2 separate regions of the Triticum aestivum genome follow, and region 2 is linked to region 1. The links are chromatin contacts, called in public Hi-C maps. All regions are on one chromosome and are shown on one strand. Each heading gives the region's core, a stretch centred on a gene start, on an enhancer-like site or on the middle of the called end of the contact. The rest is flanking DNA. Distances are from core to core; before and after follow the strand shown. Region 1 holds the start of LOC123097813 (arogenate dehydratase 2). Region 2 holds the start of LOC123097814 (L-ascorbate peroxidase 1, cytosolic).

Region 1 (3,544 bases), core at 689-3,188:
GCAGTGCTGGCATATTGCATCTAATAAACTACTCCCTCAGTTCCTAAATATTTGTCTTTTTAGAGATTTCAAATGGACTACCACATACGGATGTATATAGACATATTTTAGAGTGTAGATTCACTCATTTTGCTCTGTATGTAGTCACTTGCTGAAATCTCTAGAAAGACAAATATTTAGGAACGGAGGGAGTAACACGGAGCATGCTTGTGTACTTGCACTAATGCTAAGGATGTCGTGCAACAAATACTGAGCCTGGAGGAGGGGAAGAAGGTGCTAGTAGCTTGCATGCTTTGGAAATGGTGGCAGAGGAGGAATAAACTGAACAAAAAGGAAAATGTGAGCACAATTGAAAGCACAGCCATTCAGGCACAGAAGTGTGCGTTCGAATCACTGAAGCTGCATGGGAAGCCCATCAACCAGCAAGCTAGACAAGTATTACCATTGTGGCAGTGTCCCGTCGGAGACACTTTGAAAATCAATGTAGACGGTGCTTTTCATGACACAACAAAATCTGGCGGCTGGGGCTATGTCGTACGCGACTGAACAGGAGCTATACGAGGTGCAGGTGCGGGAAGACTCACTCATGTGTCCAGTGCGAGTCAGACTGAAGCGGGGGCCTGTTTGGCGGCGCTGCAGACGGCAGCCGAGTGGGGAATGATCAATATTCAAATTGAGTCGGACTACCAGCAGCTGATTAAGGCGTTGGAAAGCACAGCTTTCGATCTGTCGCCGGAGGGTGTTATCTATAGAGACATGCGGCAGTTCCTGAGGCTTAATTTTAGCTCTGTTGTCTGTTCCTATACTATAGGAACCCGTGCATGTAACAAAGTTGCTCATGTCCTTGCCGGGTTTGGAGCTCGTGGCCAGGATACCTGTTGTATTTGGGTGGAATCTATGACAGTTGATGCAAGCGTTCTGGTGGTTGGCGATCTTGCCGACACACGGTCTTAATGAAATAGAGATTTAAAAAAAACTTCAAACCGTCAACACATTTCATCAACAAATATTTAACCTCGTTTGATTCAATGTTTCATCTTCTGAAATCATGACAAGAATCAACGTAAAATGCGCAACTCACTGCACCACGAACAGCATACACAAACATACCTAAACAGGCCCAAAAAAGGATCATACTACGATACCTGAAATGCAGTATCAAAGTGCTCACAGGGCACTGTCTGGCAATTTGGATAGGCCTTCTTTGCTGCAGCCTCGCTGTACGCTCCAGGGAAGCCCTGAACAATCACCAAACCAAACCTCGTTCAGATTCACAACAAAAAGAGTACACACACACACAAACAGGGAGATTGATACGCAATGAAACCAAAACAGCACGCGTTTCGTCGAGCACCTGGTAGGCAACCTTGAGCCCCTCCCCGCTCGACTCCATCAGATCCGCACTAGTGAGAGGCCCTAGTAACCCCAGCACAGAATCACGCACGCCATGAAGAAAGCGCCAGCTGATTAGTTAGTCTAGTTATTATATTATAATAAACAAACGAGAAAAAACTTCTGGAGATCGGCTAAAAAAGCGCCGCCGCTGGACTTACGAGGCAGCCCGTGCGGATCGCGGTACGCGGGTAGAGGGGAGTCCGCGACAGGTATAGGCGGGGCCCGGAGGCCGTTGAGGTCGGCGGACCCTACGCCGTCCGCCACGGGCGCCCGGGGCTGCCGCGATGTGGAAGGGAGGGGGGCCGAGTTAGCGTTGGTGGAGCTGCTGCATTTGATGGAGCGGCGTGGTAGCGGGGAGGAGGGGGACGAAGAGGAGGTGGCGGCGACGGCGGAGCGGGTTCGGGCGGGGAGGAAGGGGAGCCGAGGTGTGGTCATGGAGGCCATAAGCCGCCGCGCTGGCCAGGAAGGAAGGCGGAGGTGGGGGGTGGCCGATTGGGGAAGTCGAGAAGCGAAATAGGAAAATGATCCCCGCGGTCACGGGCTTTTCCAAACGTGACGCGAGATTTCTTTTGTGTGGTGGAAAAGTGGAACACGATGCACGGGCCGTGAGGCTGGAGAGCAGTGCGTGGCGACGAGCCAACTGTTGGAAGTGAATAGTAAAGAGGACTGTCCTATAAAGACGTAAGATACGAGTGATATGACTGAATGGTGTACCTGGACGGAAGTACGAGTACATAGGTTTGAGGGCGAATAAAAGAGGTATAATAGCACCCCAGATCCATGAACTTGCGATGATTTAGTCCAAAACTTGCAAAATGTCACTGAGGGCTCCCAGAACTTGACACCCTATGTGATGATTTGGTCCAGAGCGAATCACAGCGCGACAAGTGGCAGTCCAGAGATGGGACCGGTTAGCACTGGCATTTTTGCAATAAACCCCTTGCCATTCCGTCGATTTAACCCGCACTGGTTAGTGCTCATCTTCTCCGCCGCAGGTGCCCCGCCCCCGGCCGCCGCCGCTCGTCCACACAATACAGTACTACAGTCTCTGTCGAGTTCTTGCGGTGTTGGTGCTTTTACGGTGCAGATTTGCTCGTCGGGGTGTTCATCGATGCCATTCTCGAGCTGCGGGGGGTCCCGGCGAGGACGCGGATCTGGTGCGTGGTGGCCTGGCTGTTCAACCCCTTCACCTTCACCATCGGCACCAGAGGGAACTGCGAGCCCATCATCTGCGCCGCCATGCTCTGGATCCTCATCTGTTTGATGAAGGGTGTAAGCTCTGAATCCTTTTTTTTATGTCTATTCAGTGATAGCTACCTTTGTGAACTACTAGCTCTGAATATTTTGCAGTCGTGTGATCTGCTGATTCTTACTTGTCAAAACTCGGAATATTTCTCTTCAAATTTTAGTAGGTATATAATTGGTCTGAAAGTTGCGATGATGCTCTGCACATTTAGTTCATTATGTTTAGTCTGTAAAGTATCTTCCGTTTAGTCCTTTCTTAAGTTTTTGTTCACCAATCAATTGCCTGTCTGTTGGATGATCAATCCCACTATTTAGCTTATTTTTGTGAAGTAGTCCAATTTAACCTTTTATACAAGGGGGATTTAACTTATTGGACCAATGGATTTACAAACAAAAATTTGGCAGACTGCATTTTACAAAGTTGGGTGTTGCTTATGCACTGAAATACATGATGGTAACATCAGAAAAATCCCCCACACAAAAAAAACCTCTCAGAAGATGGAAGGTGTACCCATAATCCAAGAAAACCATACTAGATTTCTATCACTTTTGCAAAACCACATATACCAAATAATTTGCTTCTTAATTCTTATACATAGTTCTAGTCTCCTCTGTACCTGTCTGATGTTTTTCCTTGAAAGACATCAGTACTTGGTGCTCAACAGTTAAAGTACCTTTGCTTCAGAATTCAGGTTTTCTTTTGATTAATGTCTTAATGGTGTCATTACAGTGTCTTTTGTCCTGTTTCTTCACTTGCTTGACTCGATGCATTTTGACAGACATTCAGCTTCATAATCTAGTTTGTGAAGTGAAAGTTGTCAGGCAAATGGTTTGCTTGCTTGCAACTTCCCAAATAACTTGCAGATCATTTACTCTGTTGCTTACTTGCATCATAAGTATGGAC
Region 2 (3,770 bases), core at 593-3,092, 490 kb after region 1:
CCACGTTCTACGTAGATCAAACAACCTATGCTACCCTAATCCTCATCAAAGGTGTTCACTATTTCCGTGCCCGGCTCCAGGTACATGGGCGGCGGCCGCAGCTCCGGCTCTTCAGCCTTCGCCTCAAGTTCGACGAAAAGCGCGTCGGTTGCCGCCCGCTCCTGCGGGATGAATTGCCGGTTGGCCTCCACATAGGCCTTATCCTGGATGGACTTCAGGATGGCCTGCTGCTTCGTCATCTTGTCCGCTTGGGCAACCGCGAACTTTGCCTCTGCAGCCTCTATGTTGAAGCCCGGAGCCGGCACCAGCTCCTCCTCCTGCTGTTGTGCCTCATCCTCCTCCGGATCCGCCACCGCCATCGGAGCCGGTTGCTACTCCTCTCCGCCCTCCTCATCCGGCTCTCCGGAGGCAGCCCTCTCGTACCGGCGCTCCGGCGTGAGCATAGCATACGTGGCTATCTTTTTGCTGAACCATGGCGAAGCCGGAGAGCGTGGGAAGAGCGGGAGAGAGGAGGTGGATGGGCTCGGGTTGGCGACGCGAAGAGGGACGAGGTGGATGTGGCTAGGGCTGGGCGACGTCGGCCTGCTTAAATAGCCGAATTTGGCCTCGAACGGTGAGTCGGGGCGGCGCTACGCGACGTTCACATCACCCACCGAAGGAAACGTCCATCGGACTGCCGGGTTTCCGGACGATTCTGTGTAGGACCCAATTGTCAGTCCAACGTGACGGACGTGTCCGGACGCCCTATATCCGTCCTAAATTTGGTCTGGACATGAGGGGCGCCAATCAATCCAGGTGTTTGAGGCCCATATGAGGAGTTCGTCTGGGTCATTTTTTCATGACCGGTCAGTCCGTCCGGATGTGTGAGCGGGTTTTGGGTGCTACTGTAGATGCTCATACCACCTCTTGCTCGGAGGCTCTCTGCCTGACCAAGTCTGGAACGGGTTTTATGTCTGAGACCGTCACCATGCTCGTTTAGACCCAACTTCCGGTCAAGCAGACGAGTTTTTTCAGTGATCGCCAGGCCAAGACGATCAACGTCATAGCATTAAACGTCTTGGCCGGGGGTTTCGACAGCTATGCCAACAAGTGTACTGCTATCGTAGGGTAGGAACCAGCGGCTACTACGGAGAGACGGGACAGATGAGGCCAAGCTTCACAATGAGAAACGGATCCACCAAGAGGCATCATTCATCTGCATTCTATATGGGCTAACGAAGATGAAAAATTAGACCAAACCTCTGGCGATGCGAAACGGATCGGTCGCAGCGGCACCGCGTACACACCATTGGTAGTCTTCTCACGCTCACGCTCACGTTCGTAGTTCGCCAAAGACGACGACGCACATGCACCGGTAGTCTTCTCAAGCTCACGTGCACTAATCTGCACACAAGAGAAAAAGAAAAAAAAGAAAGGAAATAGAAGCTGAAACGAAATTGCTGGGAGGCCGACGCGGATGGATGAGGCCAGGCACACTTCCCGAGCAAGGCTGGGCCGGGGATAGCGGGGCAGCGTGCGTTACCGGAGGCAGCAACGACGGACCCGGGTCCACTCCAGCCGCGCCCGTACCAACCGGCTCACGCCACGTGTCCCACCAGCCCGTGAAGCCGTGAACCGTTGCCGCTACTCGCAGACGAAGACCGCGGGGCTCCCGGCGAAATGACCAAAACAGCCGCACCACCTTCCACCTTTCGCCGCAAAGCAGGGACAAAATCGTAACTGCACGGCCGATTCCCTCCTCCCCCCCACTTGGCCATCACTGCTCGCGTGCCTGTCACGCGCGTCCAAATGGACCGCCGCCCCCACCGCCGGATCGCCCAAGATCGACGGCCGAGAGGCGCCCTCCCAGAACCTTCCCTTGACCCCTGCGCCGGCGATATAAACCCCCGGGGGAGCGTGGCTTCCATTCGCCCCATCCACCTCGCTGTCTTTTTCTTCACTTCCCCCTCGCCTTCTCCTGCCCTCCCCTCCTGATCGGAGTCTCAGCCGCGGCAGCCATGGCGAAGACCTACCCCGTTGTCAGCGCCGAGTACCAGGAGGCCGTCGAGAAGGCCAGGCAAAAGCTCCGCGCCCTCATCGCCGAGAAGAACTGCTCCCCGCTCATGCTCCGCCTCGCGTAAGCGCCCCCCCTCTCCTACCCGCGCGCGTTCGGATTATCGACGGAGTTTTTTTTTTTTGCCTTTTTCATGGCCTGATCTGTTGTCGTCGCGCAGGTGGCACTCCGCTGGGACCTTCGACGTGTCGTCCAAGACAGGCGGCCCGTTCGGGACGATGAAGAAGCCGGCGGAGCAGGCGCACGCCGCCAACGCGGGCCTGGACATCGCCGTGCGGATGCTCGAGCCCATCAAGGAGGAGATCCCCACCATCTCCTACGCTGATCTCTACCAGGTTCGACGCGAGTTCGGTCAGATCTGGTTGACAGTACCCATTCGGTCCACTGAATGTGGTTTCTGATGATTCATTTCTCCTGCGTGCAGCTTGCGGGAGTTGTCGCGGTGGAGGTGTCCGGTGGGCCCGTGATCCCCTTCCACCCAGGGAGGGAGGTGATATTTCTTAACCTTGGTTAACTTTGCATTTTCCTCAGGGTTTTAGTCCAGGGGACAGTGTGGGTAGGTTGGTGGTGCCGAGTTAACTAGAAGTATTCTTGTCAGCATGTGATTTCGTGTTTGGGTTGGTGGCTCTTGGTACAAGCGACTACATTAGTCTATGTCCGGCGGCTAATTTGTTTGACACCACCTATATTTTTATTATTTCGTGGAACACCACGGAGTTGTATGATCCTGACGCTCGGCCTAATTAGTGGTTTTGGTGGGCGGCAATGTTTGTGCTGTCTTGACTTGATGTGCTTGCTATCTCACATCTAGAGCTATAATATCCTCTAGTGTACGACAATTAATTAGTTACTGTAATGTTTATTGTACATCACGTATTGTGGCATTCAGTTCTCATTCTGTATATGCAATCTTTCTAGTCTAGGTATTAGTTCTTGTTGGCTCACATTTTTGTCAAGCATTCACCAAAATCGTAGTAGAATTATGCTGAGCTTCCTGCCACGAATAACTCTAGAAGGATGTGGTTGCTATGTTCCTGATGGTAATGCCATTACAGGCTTCAATCAAATAGAAAGGGCCAAGCAAACAAAATTAATCTTATTTTTATTCTAGTTAGAACTTTTTTTGCGTGCAGTCGGGAAGACCAAGTTATGATACTTATGCTGTGATATGTGATAATCGATGAGCACTGAGTGCTCTTGGTTATAGTTTTTTTTTGCAATTGTTTAGCTGAGCACATTTTAAACTTAACATGTGCCTTTTACAGGACAAGCCTCAGCCCCCACCTGAGGGTCGCCTCCCTGATGCTACCAAGGGTACCATTCTAACCCTCACAACATTTTTCTAACTATAGAAAAGGCGTATTCACTATGGAACAAATATTTATAATTAATACTGTTGTGAAACAATTGTAAATGGAAATCATGCTTTGATTGCTTACTTATTTCCAATATCCGTTTGCTCACTATAGAAGGCTTCTTCCTTAAACTACGCAGTTGAACCATATTCTGTTTCACTCATATATGAAGTATTAATTATGTAGTACATGTATACAATTTGCGCAGTCCAGTCTATGCTAGTTTTCCCCTTTAGCAATTGTGACATGGTGTGTATGTGCATGAAAGTACCTTTTACTTTCACTAATGATTTCCATTCCTTACCGTTCACCCAGGTTCTGACCACCTAAGGCAAGTCTTCGGCAAGCAGATGGGCTTGAGT

What was found. A called contact is a pair of places that touch in the nucleus more often than the background predicts.
Region 2: a Hi-C map of leaf shows a contact between it and region 1, with 5 times the contacts expected there. The contact joins the promoter of LOC123097814 here to the promoter of LOC123097813 in region 1. A contact is called at or near these places in 3 of 5 Hi-C or Micro-C datasets (leaf and root) and 1 of 1 datasets of contacts at active chromatin or transcription factors (leaf).

Annotation. Positions count from the first base shown.
Region 1 is chr4D:344,452,511-344,456,054 of IWGSC CS RefSeq v2.1, forward strand. It overlaps LOC123097813 (arogenate dehydratase 2), which reads right to left and starts at 1,939. Exons shown (of 11, transcript XR_006447458.1): 1 at 1,554-1,939; 2 at 1,355-1,416; 3 at 1,146-1,238.
Region 2 is chr4D:344,941,805-344,945,574 of IWGSC CS RefSeq v2.1, forward strand. It overlaps LOC123097814 (L-ascorbate peroxidase 1, cytosolic), which reads left to right and starts at 1,843. Exons shown (of 9, transcript XM_044519645.1): 1 at 1,843-2,116; 2 at 2,214-2,388; 3 at 2,478-2,543; 4 at 3,319-3,367; 5 at 3,724-3,770. The coding sequence starts at 1,998.